2 separate regions of the Sus scrofa genome follow, and region 1 is linked to region 2. The links are chromatin contacts, called in public HiChIP or PLAC-seq maps. All regions are on one chromosome and are shown on one strand. Each heading gives the region's core, a stretch centred on a gene start, on an enhancer-like site or on the middle of the called end of the contact. The rest is flanking DNA. Distances are from core to core; before and after follow the strand shown. Region 1 holds the start of WDR63 (WD repeat-containing protein 63). Region 2 holds the start of C4H1orf52 (UPF0690 protein C1orf52 homolog).

The links. HiChIP or PLAC-seq counts read pairs in DNA pulled down with a chosen protein or histone mark.
Region 1: an H3K27ac HiChIP or PLAC-seq map of alveolar macrophages shows a contact between it and region 2. The contact joins the promoter of WDR63 here to the promoter of C4H1orf52 in region 2. A contact is called at or near these places in 11 of 47 Hi-C or Micro-C datasets (brain, embryonic fibroblasts, epiblast stem cells and 6 more) and 1 of 2 datasets of contacts at active chromatin or transcription factors (alveolar macrophages).

The regions. Positions count from the first base shown.
Region 1 is chr4:130,825,507-130,829,075 of Sscrofa11.1, forward strand. It overlaps WDR63 (WD repeat-containing protein 63), which reads right to left and starts at 1,322. Exons shown (of 20, transcript XM_021090352.1): 1 at 973-1,322.
Region 2 is chr4:130,657,745-130,661,384 of Sscrofa11.1, forward strand. C4H1orf52 (UPF0690 protein C1orf52 homolog) reads left to right here and starts at 2,180. Exons shown (of 3, transcript XM_021090346.1): 1 at 2,180-2,508; 2 at 3,128-3,326. The coding sequence starts at 2,230. LOC106505545 (a long non-coding RNA gene) reads right to left here and starts at 2,105. Exons shown (of 3, transcript XR_001300083.2): 1 at 1,792-2,105; 2 at 487-718; 3 at 1-397.

The DNA.
Region 1 (3,569 bases), core at 72-2,571, 170 kb after region 2:
TTCACCCTTCCAGTTCTACTCCAGCCTCCTAGGATATTATCCACTCTCCAAACAGAGAGGGAGAGCCCTCTTCCCTCCAGACGGCTCCTGCTCCACATGATGCCATGTTTCTCTGCCTGCTTAAATCTGACTTTTAAAGGCTCATACTCTCTGGCGTAGGCCGGTGGCTACAGCTCCGATTCAGCCCCTAGCCTGGGAACCTCCATATGCCGCAGGAGCGGCCCAAGAAATAGCAACAACAACAACAACAACAAAAAAAAGACAAAAAGACCAAAAAAAAAAAGGCTCAACTCTAACATGAACTCTCTGAAGCCGCCATAAGTTTCTCACTGAGGCTGATACAATTTTGTTCTCCCCGACATTTCCTAATCATGCTGTAGAGTAGTTAATTATGCCAGGCTTCTGCAAAGGCAGAGCTGCCTCAGCACATACACGGTGGAGAAGAGAGAAATTACTGAGCAGCAATCAGATCTTGGGGGGCGCTAGAGCAATAAGACAAAGTCCTTACTTTCAAAGAGCTGGTGTTCCCCTGGTCATCTGTTTCACTCCATTTACTCCAGCCCTTTCTTAAGTCCTGAAGTCATCTAATCACTTCAGTCCACATTAGTCTTTTCTTCTTTGGTCTCCTATACCAGGATCATGCTGTTTTCCTTCCCATCCATCCATCCATCCATCCCATATTTATTTTTTCCACCCTGAGCCAGGCATTGAGATAGGCACTGGGAATATAAAACCTGTGAGCAAAACAGTACCTGCCCTCAAAGTTCTTAAGAGTGTCGTTAACTGCTCTCTCGTTGCTTTTTTTGGTCTCCTGGCTAGGCTGGCAGTTCTTTGAAAGCAGAGAAAATTTGGTACATTTTTGTAGTCTTCACTTCATCTAGCACATTGCTGGCACAGCGAGTGTTCCAAACGCCCTTGAAAGAGTAAAATATTGTTTTTCAAGCTTCCTTTCCGATTCAGAGCTTCCCTTACCTGAAACTGCTAAACTGAAGGAAAAGAAACCTCTTCGCAATGCTCTGGAGAAAAGTTCCTTCGGGAGCTGGAGACTGGAGTTTGACTCTCCTTTCTCAGAAAAACAAGACCCAGGAACCTAAGCTGCAGTTCCCCAGGCAGGCTGTTGCTGTGATGCATCTGTTGCTAAGAGAAAAGAGGCAAGTCCGCTACTGAAATTGACAGAGCAGCTCTCCCAATACAGTTCCCGCTCCCTAACAGTATCTTTCAGAGAAGGCTTGTGATTGGTTGCTTGAGGATGACGCCACTCAACCTGAACTAGAGGGAGGGCCGCAGTTTCCCACTAACCAGGAAGGAGATGTGCAATGTCGAGGGCTGCCGCCAGGCCTGACCCTAAATTTATCAGGCTTGTTCCATGCCTCGCGCCCTGTGCAACCATACCCAGAGGAGAACGCTTCTAGGATGTGGTCTCTAGCAATAGGGAGTGAAGGGTAACGTGAAGGTTTCTGGCTGCTGCCCTTTTTACCCCAGCTGCCACCTGGGCCCCTCCTAGGAACCTGCCCTCTGATCCCGGTGAAGGAGAGAAAATCTTGCTGATCAGGTGTCCTGCGGTCCCAGAACTTCTAATGTGTTACATTTTCTTCTTGCCAAAATGTAACTTCTAATGTGTTACATCTTCTTGCCAAATAACTTCTGTATAGAGTTTGAGTCAAACTGGAAGTACCAGTCTCAGGGGAAGAAGATCAAATCCCTCAGCAACACCGAGGCTCATTTTATCTATGGCTGTGGGTCCTATGGGATCATACAGTCAAGGTCATCTCCCTGAACACTATTGCCTGCCTTCCTTTTCTTTAAAAAAATAATTAAAACTGACTAATTTGCACTCTGGCAGAATATAATAAAGTAATTCAATTGACTGCTGTAATTGGTCTGAATTTCTTACTCCTAATTTAAATGAAAATAATTGGCAATAGGGTTATAGATTCATAATTTAATGACCCTAAGATGATTTTACATGTAGGAAGATCATGCACATTCTTTCCAATATCTGAAGAATTTGTGTTTGCAAAATGCAAATAATTTTTATTAAACAAATCATTTAAAAAATTAAACTAGGAGCAGGACTTATCATTGTGATTTGTGAAACTTTTCCCAGGCTCCACGACTTTGAAAGGTTAGTTTTCCCCAGGGCCGAAGTCCTGAAAATTCTTCTTTACTTACTCTTAGGATTTCCTAGAGGCATTATATCTATTCCCCTTAGCTTTAAATGGCCCCCCTAACACATCAGTGACTCCCATTTCTATACTCCAGCCTAATGCATTTAGGCTGAATTTCCACTACTGCTTAGATATCTCCAAACATGTCTAGCTTTGTTCATGGTGTTTAATAGCTGCTGCTAAATAAAGATATTGAGTGAACAAGTGAATAAAGATATTGAAGGAATAATTACTGTACCAGAGGCATCACAACTTAGCAGTAGCAAAAATCAAGTTATTGTCTTTAATGTGTATTTCAAGTATCTTTCAGAAACTTTTTTTCCTTTTTCTTTCTTTATTTTCTGCCTTAGGTAATATTATCCATTGTCCATTTGTTTGCAAAGCTAGGAATCAGAGTCACTCCTACCACACACAGTCAAGACGTCACCAAATCCTGTCATTTTCCTTTTCTAAATTCTCTCTCAAATAATCCATCTCTTCTTAGTTGTCTTCACTGCCTCTGACTTATTTTAGGTTGTAAGAGTGGTCTTGTGACTTGTTCTATCTCTTCCTCTCTAATTTATTTGCCACAATGCCATAGAGTGTTCCAAAACAGAGATGCAGTCCTGCTATCACCCTGCTTACATATTCTCAATCTGGCATATGAAACCCTGTCCAAATACCTTGAAAGTTACCTTGAAGATATCTGGAAGATAATAAGTTGTTTTTCTAACTTCACTTCCTGCCTCTATCTCCATCAACCCACATTTTAGCACAGTGCTTCTCAATTGAACCGCTTAAGAGCCAGAGGCCTGAAACCACAGGGATTGCAGGTTGGTATCAGGCTGATAGTAAGAGGGGTTATAGCTTGAAATAGATTTCCGCAACTGAGATATATTTTTTTCATACAAAGTCTTCACGAGATTTTTGCATTCTGCTCCGCAAAGTGCTCATGTTTGTTTTCATATTTAAAATTTTTTTTCTTTTAATGGCTGCACTTGTGGCATATGGAAATTCCCAGGCTAGGAGTCGTATTGGAGCTGCAGCTGAGGCTTATGCCACAGCCACAGCAATGCCAGATCCGAGCCGCATCTGCGACCTACACCGCAGCTTGTGGCAATGCTGGATCCTTAACCCACTGAGTGAGACCAGGTCTTCTCATGAGCAATTTTGGGTTCCTAACCTGCTGAACCACAATGGGAACTCCTGTTTTCATGTGTCTGAAATCCTTATTAAATTCTGTGTCTGAAATCCTTATTAAATTCTATCTCAATAAACTGGAGAAAGTGTCTGCAATCACTATTAACTAAAACTGACATAACATTGAATAAACTCAAAGAAGCCCCAGGCAGCTGGGCCGTGCTCATTGGGAGGCTCTGCACAGCTCCTGCACATTGCCACGCAGGCCCAGGCGTCTGTGTG
Region 2 (3,640 bases), core at 930-3,429:
TCTTGACTCTCCCCCCTGCCCTCTGCATTGGGCCCCTTTTTGTTTGTTTGTTTGTTTTCTTTTGTGGCCACCCCGTGGCATCTGGAGTTCCCGGGGAAATCAGATTCAAGCCGCAGTTGTGACCCATGTCGCACTTGCGGCAACACCGCATCCTTGATCCACTGTGCTGAGCCAGGGATCAAACCTGTGTCCCAGTGCTGCAGAGATGCCTCCAATCACCAATCCCATTGCACCACAGTGGGAATTCCTGGGCCAGTTTTTAAAGCCACAAGATAAGTGTAGTTATCTTCTTAGAAGGTCAGTTTTGGAGTTCCCTGGTGGCTCAGTGGGTTAAGGATCTTGCACTGTCACTGCTGTGGCGTGGGTTCAATCCCTGGCCCAGGAACTTTGGCATAGCCTAAGAAAGAAAAGAAAAAAAAAAAAAAAAAGAATCTCAGTTTTACTCAATGATAAGCACTTTAAAATATGTATTAGACATTTGCATACCTTTTCAAGATATTATACTAGATTCCAAAAAAGGTTATGCTCCTGGGGCTTTGGGCTGAAATCTATCACCTTGACCTCTGGAGGGGCTGGAGACTGAGGTCGGCCGCATGGGGATCAACCGAGTCTACAGGACCAGTCCCCGGCAAGAACTCCCGACGCCAAGGCTTGGGCGATCCTCCCCTGTGGGCTTCGCATGTCTTTGCAGCACAAGTCAGCACGGTCTACACCTCCGCTGGGAGAAGAAGACCAGAGTTGTGCATGGGGAGGGATCCACACTCTGCCCCCACACGTCCTCCCGCGGCTGATTTTAATCCTTGTTCTCTACAACGAACCATGATCATGAATAAAGCAGCATTCAGTGAGTTCTCTGAGTGCTTCTAGCAAATTATCCAACCTGAGGATGCTCTGGGGACTCCCAAAGTGCAGTTTCCTTTGTCACTTTCCTCTGTCACCTTAGGTACTTGGGTGGAAATTTCTGAAAAACACTCAGACCTACACCTTCATAAATTATTATAATCCACAATATGTTTTGATCTTCTATGCAGTGATAGGCACTGAGCTGGGTACTAGGAATATAAAAACAAAGCAAAATCCACCTCCCCTGAAGAAGTTCACAGACATTGTGCTATAGGACTGGGAAAGAGAAGTGAATAAAACAGACACATCCTCTGCCTCCTGGAGATGAGTGCATCATGGAAATGAACAGGCATCCTTAAATGGGACCTGTGAACACCTACACTACACCAACTGTACTGCCCTCATTCGGGTATCATTCCCTCTGAGCTCACCAGGAGGAGTCAAAGATTTCTGGTTTCCTCGGTGGCTAGGCACAGGTCATCTACTAAGAGGGAACACAAATGCAGAAACAAATTGTAAGAAAGACCAGTTGCTGACCCTTAAATGGACATTTGAGACCCCAGTACAATCTCCATATGGAAAGTTTTAGAGCCAAGTTGAGGTCCAGTCCAGAACTTGGGGAGGAGAGATGGGAGCCGGAGACCTAGATTTGGGAGTCACAAGCATGAATGCCTTGGAAAGGGATGGTCTGACCTGCACCTTTGTAACACCTCTACAGATCGTTAGTGAGTATTGCTGAACGATGGTATGATATGTTAGAAAACACCATCGTTTAAGGGCATATGGCACAAAGCAGGCTGACAATAAATAAGAAGCCAGAGAGTCTGGAGGACCCCCGGAGTGGAGCGGATGCAATCCGAGAGCAGTTCCATCAGGGGGCTGCTCAAGGTGCGCTGGAATGAGGTCAAGCAGGAGAGGATCAGTGTGGAACTTGATAGGTCCACTTACCCACAGAGCTATTCCAGGACGACTGAGCAGAAGCATCCAGAGGCATTTTGTTCTGAAGAAGAGATGCAGCGGGATCAGAAAGCCTGGACTCTCTGGGCAAGGGCTTTAAGGTGGCGGCGAAAAGACGAAATGCTTAGTTCTGAGCCTTTAATAAAATCTTACTGACCGCTGAGCGTCTGCTTGGGACCACGGACTCCGGACCTGCGGGTCTCTGCCCAGAGCTGGGTGGAAAGGGCTTTAGCAGCTCAGGCCTGGGGGTGTGCGCGACCACGCCTCCAACCCGCCTCCCGGCGCGCGCAGGAACGCGGCGCAGCCGCCAGGGGGCGCAGGTCCCGCCCCCTTCCGGGAGACGGGGCGGGGCCGACTGAGGGGAGGGCCCTGGAGCGGCTTCCGGCTTCCGGCTTCCGGCGGAGCCCGCCCTCGACCGGCTGGGCAGTCATGGCTGCGGAGGAGAAGGATCCCCTGAGCTACTTCGCGGCCTATGGCAGCAGCAGCAGCTCAGGCTCCTCGAGCGAGGAGGACAACAGCGAGCCGGAGGAAACGAGTCGCAGGGCCCCGGATCCGGCGACGTCGGCGGGCGGCTGCGGGAACCTGGCGGAGAAGCGGCTGCCTGGCCCCGACGAGCTGTTCCGGAGCGTGACTCGCCCGGCCTTTCTCTACAACCCGCTCAACAAGCAGATAGACTGGGAGCGGCACGTGGTCAAGGCGCCGGAGGAGGTGAGCTCCCCGCCCCCGTTTCCCGAGCTGGGTCCCGGCCTCCCCCTCCCGCAGCCCCTTTGGGGACCGGCTTCCGTCCCCCACACGCAGTCACCCCGCGGGATGCCGCACGCCCTCGCCGCGTCCAGCCCTGGGGAGCCCGGGCCCCTGCCCCAGCCCGGTGGGTGTCGGACCGGCCCCGCAGCCCCGCCCCTGCCAGGAGACCCGACCTCCGCGCTCGGTGCCCCGACCCCGCGCGGCGAGCACTAACGGTGGTGACTCCCCCGCCCCCCGCTGCAGCTTCTCCCCGAGACCCCTTCCCTTTGACGCCGAAGTGCCTGCGGTGCTGCCTCCAAGACAGTGTCTGCTGCAGCCTCCTGAAGGGGTCGGCCTTGGCGTAGTATCTCTGAGACTGGATTCTTCCTTGGTAACTAAAAGTTATTAGCTTTATTCGTCTAGGGAACCCTTTGGCTTTTCACTTAGCAGTATTGTGAATTTGATGGCAAAGTGTGTCTTTAAACCTTTAAAAAAAAAAAAAATCAGCCCGAACGCTGAGCGCACGGCAGGGAGGTGCATGTGTCCATACCGATTCTAGGGACCTCGGTTCGTCACAGTGCTTCTTCATGTGTTTGCTCAACAGCCTCCAAAGGAATTCAAAGTTTGGAAGTCCAACTATGTATCTCCTCCGGAGACCTACTCTGCTGAGAAGAAACCTCCGCCTCCAGAGCTGGACATGGCGATAAAATGGTCTAACATATACGAGGACAATGGTGACGATGCCCCACCGAGTGCTAAGAAAGCTAGGCTTCTGCCCGAAGGGGAGGAGACCGTGGAGTCAGGTAAGGAGAGTCAGGCTCGCTGGTGACACCTCTTGATCCCTGTGGCAGGTTTTAAAAGGAGGAGCTATTGAATGATTGGAACTTCAATCCAGTGAGTTAGCGACCACATTATGATGGCCTTTGGATACTTTTCGCTATGTTTTTGAGAAGAGTCACGTGTATTTGACTTTGAAGTCTCTCCTATCTCAGCAGTATTTGCTGTGTTGTAGAGAAATCATAGAGTGAACTCTGATATCTCAGCCAATAGTGTGTGTGATTTTTGATGGCCTATTAGAGGTGCATGAGTTATTCCATGGACTCTTTGTGATGGTTGC